2 separate regions of the Triticum aestivum genome follow, and region 1 is linked to region 2. The links are chromatin contacts, called in public HiCAR-type maps. All regions are on one chromosome and are shown on one strand. Each heading gives the region's core, a stretch centred on a gene start, on an enhancer-like site or on the middle of the called end of the contact. The rest is flanking DNA. Distances are from core to core; before and after follow the strand shown.

The links. HiCAR-type assays count read pairs that join an accessible place to other places.
Region 1: a HiCAR-type map of leaf shows a contact between it and region 2, with 5 times the contacts expected there. The contact joins the promoter of LOC123117500 here to the promoter of LOC123117493 in region 2. A contact is called at or near these places in 1 of 5 Hi-C or Micro-C datasets (leaf) and 1 of 1 datasets of contacts at active chromatin or transcription factors (leaf).

The regions. Positions count from the first base shown.
Region 1 is chr5B:660,483,033-660,488,011 of IWGSC CS RefSeq v2.1, reverse strand. It overlaps LOC123117500 (zinc finger protein ZAT5), which reads right to left and starts at 3,292. Exons shown (of 1, transcript XM_044538241.1): 1 at 2,438-3,292. The coding sequence starts at 3,169. The coding sequence ends at 2,648.
Region 2 is chr5B:660,375,125-660,380,463 of IWGSC CS RefSeq v2.1, reverse strand. It overlaps LOC123117493 (zinc finger protein ZAT7), which reads right to left and starts at 2,701. Exons shown (of 1, transcript XM_044538237.1): 1 at 1,935-2,701. The coding sequence starts at 2,589. The coding sequence ends at 2,176.

The DNA.
Region 1 (4,979 bases), core at 2,043-4,542, 110 kb before region 2:
ATGCAGACAAAGCGTGTGCTGCCTGTTCTCTGTGTACGCACGTAGCATTCGACGTGTTAGAACGTACTGTACGCCTCTGTTTTATATATATTTTTTTCACATGAGGGCATCCCACACTAGCCTTCCTTTTTTTAATGCGTTGATAAGGGTTTACTAAGAGCAATTTAAGTAGATTAATTAAACCGTTCTAGTAAGCTGGTGCAAACCAACACAATGGGTATTGAGGCCCCCTTCATAAGCGAACTACTCCCAGTTCAGCTACTCGAGCGACAAGTATTTCGGTACAGAGGGAGTATATGCTTGCCGGTTGCCGCGAGGGCCATGAAGCAGCGAGCGAGCAGAAGAGGAGAAAGTCATGTAATTATGCAGATGGATTGCTCTGATCTAGTTGATCTATGGCACAAACCCGGTACTATAAGGGTAAATGGTGCACATATGTTGAGAGAGATGAACAATTTAGCCGATACTTTCCAGGGTTTCAAGCTTCTATGGATTCGACGAGAAGCAAATTGTGCGGCGCACCTATGCGCACGAGAAGCTCTTAGCATTTCTACATTTACTTGCTTTGATGTACTTCCTGGATTCCTGACTAGGGTTATCCAGTCAGATTGTAATCTCTTGTCAACTTAATAAAGCGAGGTACTAATGTCAAAAAATATTAAACCGTTCCAGTATTGTTCCAAGTGTTTAACCTCAAAAGGGTTTTGGGAGCTCCCTAAAATCGTTCTTCTAGCTCCCAAAACTTGAACTCTCCAACAAAATAAAGCGTAAACACCTAGGCAACCAACAACCGCCCGCGTCACCACCGGCGCCACTATGATTGCTCCATGTCAACCCATCATCTGCCGCCTCTATGTGTGTTGGCTGGTCCCAATGTGACCCAAGCTCAGCCAATGTGAGCTCCAACAAGATTGCCTCTGGCGTGGACATGACTCCCTCCATGGTTGTTTTTCGCACTTTGGGGAGGAGCCACCGCACTGCTCCGACCCCTGGTGCATCTAACACGCGAAAGGTGTCCAACGAAAGGGGCGTTGAGTTTTTTTTTTTTTGCATTCCCTATGCCAGTTGAGGAGGCTTGTTCGTTTTCCCCCAACTCACCACCAAAGGATAAGGAGAAGAGCAGCAAAACACACATACTTGTTTCTCATCCTAGACATGTGTGAATCCCTCGCAATGGTTAGGAATGTTATAAACTTATGTGAGGCTCGTTCGTTTTCCCCCAACTCGCCACCAAACGATAAGGAGAAGAGCAACAAAAGACACATACTTGTTTCTCATCCTGGACATGTGTGTGAATCCCTCGCAATGGGTAGGAATGTTATAAAGTTATGTGAGGCTTGTTCGTTTTTTCCCCAACTCGCCAACAAAGGATAAGGAGAAGAGCAACAAAAGACACATACTTGTTTCTCATCCTGGACATGTGTGAATCCCTCGCAATGAGTAGAAATGTTATAAAGTTATGTGAGGCTTGTTCTTTTTCCCCAACTCACCAGCAAAGGATAAGGAGAAGAGCAACAAAAGACACATACTTGTTTCTCATCCTGTACATGTGTGTGAATCCCTCGCAATGGGTATGAATGTTATAAAGTTATGTGAGGCTTGTTCGTTTCTCCTCAACTCGCCACCAAAGGATAAGGAGAAGAGCAACAAAAGACACATACTTGTTTCTCATCGTGGACATGTGTGAATCCTCGCAATGGGTAGGAATGTTATAAAGTTTTGTGCCAATTTCAAAAGTACGGATTTCAAATGTTGCTTATTCTTGTCTGGTTGAAGCATACAAGCTAAGATCAATATGATCTGAAAACGAAGATGAAATGAGGTTTATGCACAGAAGTGTTGAGAAATAGCAACAAGTAACTCTCTTGAGAGTTGAGTCTATTGAGGATCTACTAAAACAAGGTCGCCCAATAGTCTAATTATTTTTGCAAGACCCCCCAAAACTGGTCAATTATTAGGTGTTAAGTATTGTGATCGGTTAGAGTTGCTTAATCTTCAAAGCACCCACCGTCATGCCTTACGTTTAGCTATGTCTGCTTTTGGGTGTGGTGAGTATTAGATAAACATGAATCGATATTCAGAAGTGACTATAGCATAGTAGATATTTATAGCATCTTCTCGATTCTCATTTCCTTCTCCACTTGCACAAATGTCGACATTTGTCAATAGTGTGCTCATATCTCTCGATGGGTCACTCTGTCGGGATGTAGACTTATGGTAGCTGTTTCCGAACAGGCGGAACACAAATAAAAACACAGGTAGTGGATCGCGGTTTCTAGATCTCAAACCACTTGATATTTCGGACACCACTATACTGTTAACGTTTCGACGAAGTTGTGAAGGTAGCTTTATATTGCAAAATTTTACAAACTTAGGCTCCGAATTGGACTTGTGATCATATACAAAATGGCCCCGCAAAAATAAAATACAAAATGGGGTGAACAGCAGTGTGAGAACAAGATTCTGTCAATCACATTTACAACAAAAGAATTTGTCTTAGCTATGTACAGTATCTGTTAAGAAAACGAACCGCTCGAGCGATGAGCCAATCTCATTCTGAAGATATGTACAAGTCATGATTTTTTTTTCTGCGAAATAAGTCCTGAACTACTAACAAGCAGAGCTGCACAAAGATCCAGCTAGCTAACTAGACAAAAAGCTCGAGCAAGACTGGCGGCCGGTCCACGGCGGCGTGCTGGTGCCCAGCCTCTTGATCCGACAGCGCGACCCACCGGTCCATGGCGCCGCTGAGTGACATCTCCTCGCGGTGCCGCCGCATGTGCCCGCCCAGCGCCTGGCCCGTCTCGAAGCCCAGCCCGCAGATGTGGCAGTCGTGCTGCTTGTCCTCCTGCCGCTTCCGCTGCTTGATGGCCCTGGCGACGCCGACGCCGAGCTCCAGCCCATGGCGGCCGCGGAGGTGGCTGGTCCGGTGCCCGCCCAGCGCCTGGAACGTCTCGAAGGCACGCCCGCAAGTCTTGCACACAAACTCCCCCTCCCCGGACGTGGCCACAGCTCTCCCCCGCCGCGCCCTCTTCCTGGGGACCATCGCCGGCGCACCGGTCGAGCTGTCCGACGTCGTGGTGGACGTCGCCGAGGAGTCTGTGCTGAGCGACAGCGCCAGCGACACAACCCGCTCCTCCTCCCTCGCGCGCTTCATGCCCACTCCCATGGATTCGCTGCTTATCTGAATAATCTCGCGCGTGGAATTCGGTCGATGCTCTGTTGTGCTGTTGGTCTGTGAAAAGTGAGAACTTGGTACAAGTAGGAAGAATGGATGGATGCTCTCATGGGCGGCCGCTGTTATATATAGCTTGTGATATATAGGTTGTGTGGGTAGGAGACGGTGGCGTGCGTGTTGCTGCCGGGGGAGCTTACGTGTGAGCCAAGTTGGTGCGGGCCGGCCGGCGTCTGGCGCCTGCGGACGAATCGTCGGAAGCCACCGCGACGTTCTTGACGTGACGGATATGATCGAGCTCCGATATTATATCAGTTTTGCAGATAGCTCGATTGGATATTTTCCGTCGTACGTAGCGCGGTCGACCGGCGGCGAACGTGTGGTGCTGAGTGGCGTCACCTGTCACGCCACAAGGCGCGTGGCGCCGCGCCGCTGCTTGGCCACGAGGGCGGTGGCCGGAATCGGCGATTGATCCATTAATTTAATCCAAACTCTAGAGTTGGACGGCGGCGCCGGCGTGAGCGTGCGGACTGGAAGGGTCTGGAACGTGCTATTATACTTCTTTCGTTTTTATTTACTCTAGGTTTGACTGAGATTACTTCATAAAGTTTGACCTAGTTTATAAAAAAAATTACCATGACAAATCTATATGATGTGAAATCTATAAAGTTTGTCCGGTCTATCGGGTCTCGGCGCTGGGGGCTACCCAGGGGTGTGAAAGGCGAGGCCTTTCCAGTCGTCTCTGTGGTTGGGGTAGCGACGGGACTCGGGTGAGATGGTGTCAAGGTCTTGGATGCCGGGGCGGCGGCCCTGGTGGTGGTAGCGCGGTGCTCATGGGCAGAACCCGTGGCTTGGTGCTGTCCGGTGACCATCGCCGTGTGGGCGGCATGGTAGCTGGGTGTGTCATTCGGTGACGGTGAGTGTTGGCCGGGGTGAAAACATGATCTATTTTCGGACAGACGGCGGCAGCGTAGCGCGTTCCCTTCTTGAAGGCGTCGTCCCGACTCTCATCGATCATCGTGTTGCTCCAGGGAAAACTATGATTCTCGGGTCGGGCGGTGGCAACACGTTAGCGTCGGAACCTTGGAGCACACGGTCCGTGATATGCAACTTCATCTCTTCACGGTGGCATGTTCACGGTGGAGGACCCCGATTGATTTTGTAGTGTTAGGGATGCTGTTATTGCGCTCAGCGCCTATGTATCTCGCCTTGGGTGTGTGCGTGTGTTGTCGTGGGAAGCGTTTGTACTTGGGCTGTGGTTGATCATTGCTTTATATATAAAGCGGGATGAAAGCATTTTTCGATAAGTATATTTAATAATAAATCTAATGGTATTGATTTGTTATTGTATATGTTAATATTTTTGTTTATAAATTTTGTTAAAATTTATAAAATTTGACTTTGACCATAACTATTACACGGATTCAATAGCGGAAGGAGTACGTATGTGGAAAGATTTCCTGTTGCGTCAAATCTTTCTGACTTCAGACTTCTTTGGTGTGTGCTCTAACACATATGTAACGTGTTTTGCACGTCAGGAAATGTATAATAGCAAGGGAAATGCATTCTCGACATTTATTTTCTTTTTGACAAATCATACTAGTCAGGCTCCACTCTATAGAATCTCGATTGTTCTATTGGCCTTTTTTATTGACAAATCAGATTCTTGGCATAGGAAAAAGATACTTCTAGAATAATACTCCTTCCGTCTGAAAATGCTTCTCAGAGAAATGGATGTTTCTCCAACAAGTATTTCTGGACGAAGGGAGTATGAGATAATAGTAGGGATTCAATTAAAAGGCTA
Region 2 (5,339 bases), core at 1,452-3,951:
CACAAGGCGCGTCGCGGCGCGCCTCTGCTTGGCTCTGGAGTTGGACGGCGCGTGAGTGTGACACCGGAAGGGTCTAGAACGTTCTAGAGTCCGAAAGGATATTTGGATCGTACAACATCATTCAGATTTTTCTACGCCACACGTTTTAAGGTCACGCCACGTACGACCGCCACGCTGGTCTTCGTATACAAGTTTGGTACCTTTTGAATTCACAGAAAGAAAAAAGTGTTTGGTACGTTTTGATCTCCTACAGAAAAGTTTGGTACTCTCTCCGATCTGAATTAATTGTCGCAACCACTATACAGTGATAGTTAATTCAGATCAAAGGGAGTACCTCTTTTTACGGAAGAAAAATGGTTAGGTGATCTGTTGATACCGACCTTTTTTTTCTGATGGGAGTTATCCGTCTGCACTGACTGAGACACTGCCACTTCACTGGGCATAATATTTCCTGAAGCGAATGAGAACTTGATAACATTATGATTGATTTTCAGTGACAATCTTCTTTACTATGAATGTAATGGAATTCGACAATTACTCCATTAACGGAACGGATAAAATAGTCCGGGCTCTTGAGTTCGAGGGTGGCACTTTTTTTACAAAAACAAAAGTTGGAGGGTGGCACAAGCATGAGAGTGTGGACCGGAGGGGCCTAGAACGTTCTATCGTCCATGAAAAGATCTTTGATAGTCCTTCAGATTTGTTTAGTGTCTATGCTAGTGGTATGTACTCAACCTAGTATACCGGAGAAAAAAGTTTGGTAACTTGCCGTGACATATGGAGTGATGTTGGCTCTTGCTTGTTCTGATTGATCTATTTCCTTATTATTTTCGCAATACTTGTATTTGGTAAAGTGAATGAGAATGTCCCTAAATTTTAATTGATGACCTTCCTTATTTATGAAAGAGGCTGTGTACATCGTTTTTTTTGCGTGATACATTTTTTCTATTGTCCCCCTCTCTCAGAAATGCTAGAACGGATAATTTGGGTAGCACATTCAGGTCATTTTCTTTCCCGTGTCCGCCCCTACCAACTCATAACAAACTTAGCGCACTTCATACAACCTTTCCATGTTCCACATACGTAATCAGTTAGTTATCCATAATCGGAACCTAGGTTCAAATCACGTACCCACCCGAAGAGCAATTGTCGCCTACTCTCTGCTCACTCTTGTTCTCTTCGTGGTATACACTAGTGTCTTTTTCTGCTGATGATTCAACGCATTGTTACCTGTCATTACTTCTAGCACATCGAGCATTAGTTACATCGAGAGGGCTAGCATACATCCCTGGTGATTCCACGCGATTCCTTCCTTATCCATGCCGGATTCCCTTCCCCGCATGACTTGGGGTTATGCACTCTAGAATAGTTATAACTCGTGTATGTATACACAATTATTTCTTCTATAGATGCGTCATTCCTATAAATGCATTTATATTTTTTTAAACAAGAAAGAAAGTCCAACCAAAACGTGCAGCTCCTAAGCCGCACCGGTCGATGGTCTATGTGGCTTTCCATCTCCCTCCACGAACAAGTATATACTTCTACCAATTTTTTTGACGTAAAACTGGTTGGTTGTGTTGAGCGCGCGACTTAAGGCCAAATCTAGGTGGGGATACAAAATTTATGCGGGTTATGGTGTATTGTCACATTTGTTTGTTTATAATATATATAATTAGAGTTTTTGGACGTTTGCATGTTATTCCAAAGTCTAAACATTTGATGAAATGTTGTTGCCACTACTTCATGACTTGGAGGCCCAAGTGTATTTTGCTTTTCTGTGCAGACAGTTGGAGATGGTAGCATGTGAGTTGTTCGACGACTGAGTCAAAGACCCTCTTTCAAAGGAAAGTATTGCACATGGAATTCGTCCTCGCGGGGTTATTTATCAGGGTTGATCGACTCGACTCGTAGGCGACTCAGTTGGAACAAAATAACAAACGAATCAACGTAACATATATATAGTCTCTGTAATGAACGAATGAACAAGTCAGGAAATATGTACATGTACGTCAAAGTGAACGAATGGACAAGTCCCGAAATATGTACGTGTTCGTCAATATGGACGAATGAACCAGCGATCAACACTTACTAGTGTGCAGCAAATGTACAAATCCAATCGTGCACACAGGTGAACCAGTAAACCTACGACTAGAAAGAAACCAATGGAGCTAGCTAGACGAAGAGCTGGAGCAGAACGGGGGGTGCCTGCGCCGTGGTGGCGACCGCCTCGTCACGGTGCCGGCGCATGTGGCCGCCAAGCGCCTGCCCCATCTCGAACTCGAGCCCGCAGATGTGGCACTGGTGCGCCTGCTTCTGGTCCGTGGTCTTCTTGGTCGCCGGCTTATCGGACCCGGCAGCGAGGCCGAGCGCGAGCCCGTGGCGGCCGCGCAGGTGGCTTGTCCGGTGCCCGCCCAGAGCCTGGAATGACGGAAACGAGCGGCCGCACGTCTTGCACACGAACTCGCCGTCCACGCCGCCGCGGCGCATCTTCTTGCTTCGGTCGGCCACGGCGCCGAGGGCCAGCGAGAGGGAGAGGGACGAGGAAGCGCCGGCCTCATCTCTGTGATGCTTCATTGACGAAACCATGTCGTGGCTAGTCGGATATTTGCTCAACAAGAGTTCGTAGTTCTTTGCGGAACGATGGAGTGGGAGAGGGAGACGAGAGATGGATGCAGTCACTCGGAAGAGCTCGGAATTGGCTGTGGATGTGGCTCGGATCGTGCAGGGTTAGCCTTTTATAGTGCTAGCGGTGGGGACTGGCTGGTACTAGTAGCTACCAGGTACATCGCTTGTGGACGGACCCCCGTCTGGCTCGACGACGACTTGGAGCCCGTCGCGATCGGCGGCGACCTGGCTATAGCGCAGGTCTGGAAAGATAGAACCTTCTCCTCTGCTCACGTCAGCTTGAGTAATTGCTTAGCTTGCTCCCAGGTAGCCCGTCACGCGGTTACGTGCATGTGGACACAAGACCATCTACAACCACATATGATAAATATGACCCCTAAAACGTTTACGGACATGTTTGGACACGTCCGTGGCAATGATCAGACACTTCTTAAATTACCACAACTACATCCGAACACCTTATACTAAATCTTAATTCCATACAGAAGCATGCAAACCAAAAACCTACTTACGACGTAGATTACCTAGCTACTTCTCGTCACAAACGTCGACTATATCCATGCCCAGCTCCGGGTACATGGACGGCAGCTGCAGCTCCGGCTCCTCCTGCTGCTCCGCCCCGGGCTCTTCCTCTATCTCTGCGTCAAGTTTAGCAAAGAGCGCATTGGACACCGCCCGCTCCTTACGGAGAAACTCCCGGTTAGCCTTCTGTTAGAATAAATCCGAGGTACGCGGTCGATCATCCGAGGAACAAGCAATCACAGACAATGACGACACCGGGATTTGTTAACGAGGTTCGGCGAACTCGCCTACTCCCCGGGGCAATGACTACGGACGCTCCTCCCCGAGATACCGCAACACCGGCCACCCAGGCGCCGGCACAAGCCGCCAGCACCCCTTGCGAGCCTGTCGCTATCTAGTCATCATGGGTTACAACGTGGGGTGCCTCCTCATATATAAGAGGCCAAGGGTACAACGTGTCCGGCTCCGACACTACAAGTATCCTACCCACACTACAACACCAAGTTCAAGCGTAACCCAACTAGTACAAAATATTCGACACAAACACACCACATTCACATAGGCCTCATCATGGATGGACTCCGGGATGGTCTGCAGTTCCATCATCTTCGCGTCTTGGGCGACGTGAACTCAGCCTCCGCCTCCTCCATGCTGACTCCCGAGCAGGCTGCTTCGCCTCGTCCTCCTACGAATCCACCACCTTCATCGGCTCTGGCAGTTGCTCTCCCTCCTCCTCGTCCGGCTGTTGCTCCTCCTCCTCCTCCGGCTCCGGCGAGTCCGAAGTCAGCCCGACAGCGATGCAGGCGGCGCGCCTCGCCTGGATCTCCTCCGTGATCTGCCTCCGACGCTCTAGAGTGAGTACATGGTGATTTTCTGTCGGACCATGGCGATGCCGGAGAGCGTGGGAGAGTGGGGGAGAGGAGACGGATGGGCTCGGGTTGCGGTGCAGAGAGGAAGGAGGCGGATGGGCTAGGGTTGGGGGACGCCGGTCGGCTTAAATAGCCGGATTTGACCTCGGGCAACTAGCCGGAGCGGCGCCACGCGGCGTTCGCACAACAGTGGCGGAGGTGACGTCCGCCGGACCGCCGCGTTTCTGAGCGATTCTGCATGGGACACCATCATTAGTCCTAAGTGGCGGACACGTCCGGACACGCCCGGGCGCCCCATATCCGCCCCATATTTGGGCTGGATATGAGGGGTGCCGGTCAGCCTGGGCGTTTAAAGCCCGTTTGAGGCGCCCGACTGAATCGATTTTTTGTGATCGGTCTGCCTGCCCGGATGTTTAAGGCGGGTTTGAGACGCCCAACTGTGGATGCTCTGAGGGCCCGTGGAGTGGAACGCACGAGGTCCATGTCTGGGACGAGACTTGCCTGCGCCCTGGGCGTGCGTCCATCTGTGCTCCCGCGTACGTGGCTTGATTTAATTATTAGAACAAAATAAGGCCCAGGCCCACCCCGTTAAAATCGGGGAGGGGGGGGGGGTGATTAGATTAGGTAGGAAAAAGGAAAAAACAGCCATAAGATAAAGTGAGAGCACAAATGGAAGCATGGAAAGGGAGCAAGCAAGCCTGATTCGCATGTCCGTCGTAGTTGGCATTAGTTGCTGCACCGATTTGACGACCATTCTTTCGCCAAAAGAAAAAGTGCGCGCATACGATTCCACACTTCATTCTTTTCTTTTACCGGGACTGTTCCAAATTTCTAGTTGTGGCTCTTCCTATGGAATTTATCGCTATACGAATGGCTTGCACTACAACACGGTAGAGATTTGAAGGCATCCAAAAACGCCTTTGAAAGGCCAAAAAATGCCTGCAGAGATGTAACACGGCGTTTTAGAAAAATGCTAGGTACGATCGCGAAGGGAAAAGCTTGTGCAGGCACTTTTGAAGAATTTCTCCGATGCTCAGCCTATGTAGGCACTTTCTGAAAATGCCTCCGATGCTCATGACTTACGAGGGCATTTTGAAGAACGCCTCGACGTGTCTTCGAGGGCGTTTATGAAAAACGCCTGTAAACTGCAATAAAAACAAACACTAGGTCAGTCGGAACAAGCACGCCCGCTGAATGCATGCATCAGCAGCATCACTCCACACGCTGAAACACTGCTGCTGCTGGGCCTTTCTCACATACACACAGATATCATCTTAGAGCACACATGACTGAATACCATCCTTTCCGCTATCAGTCTAT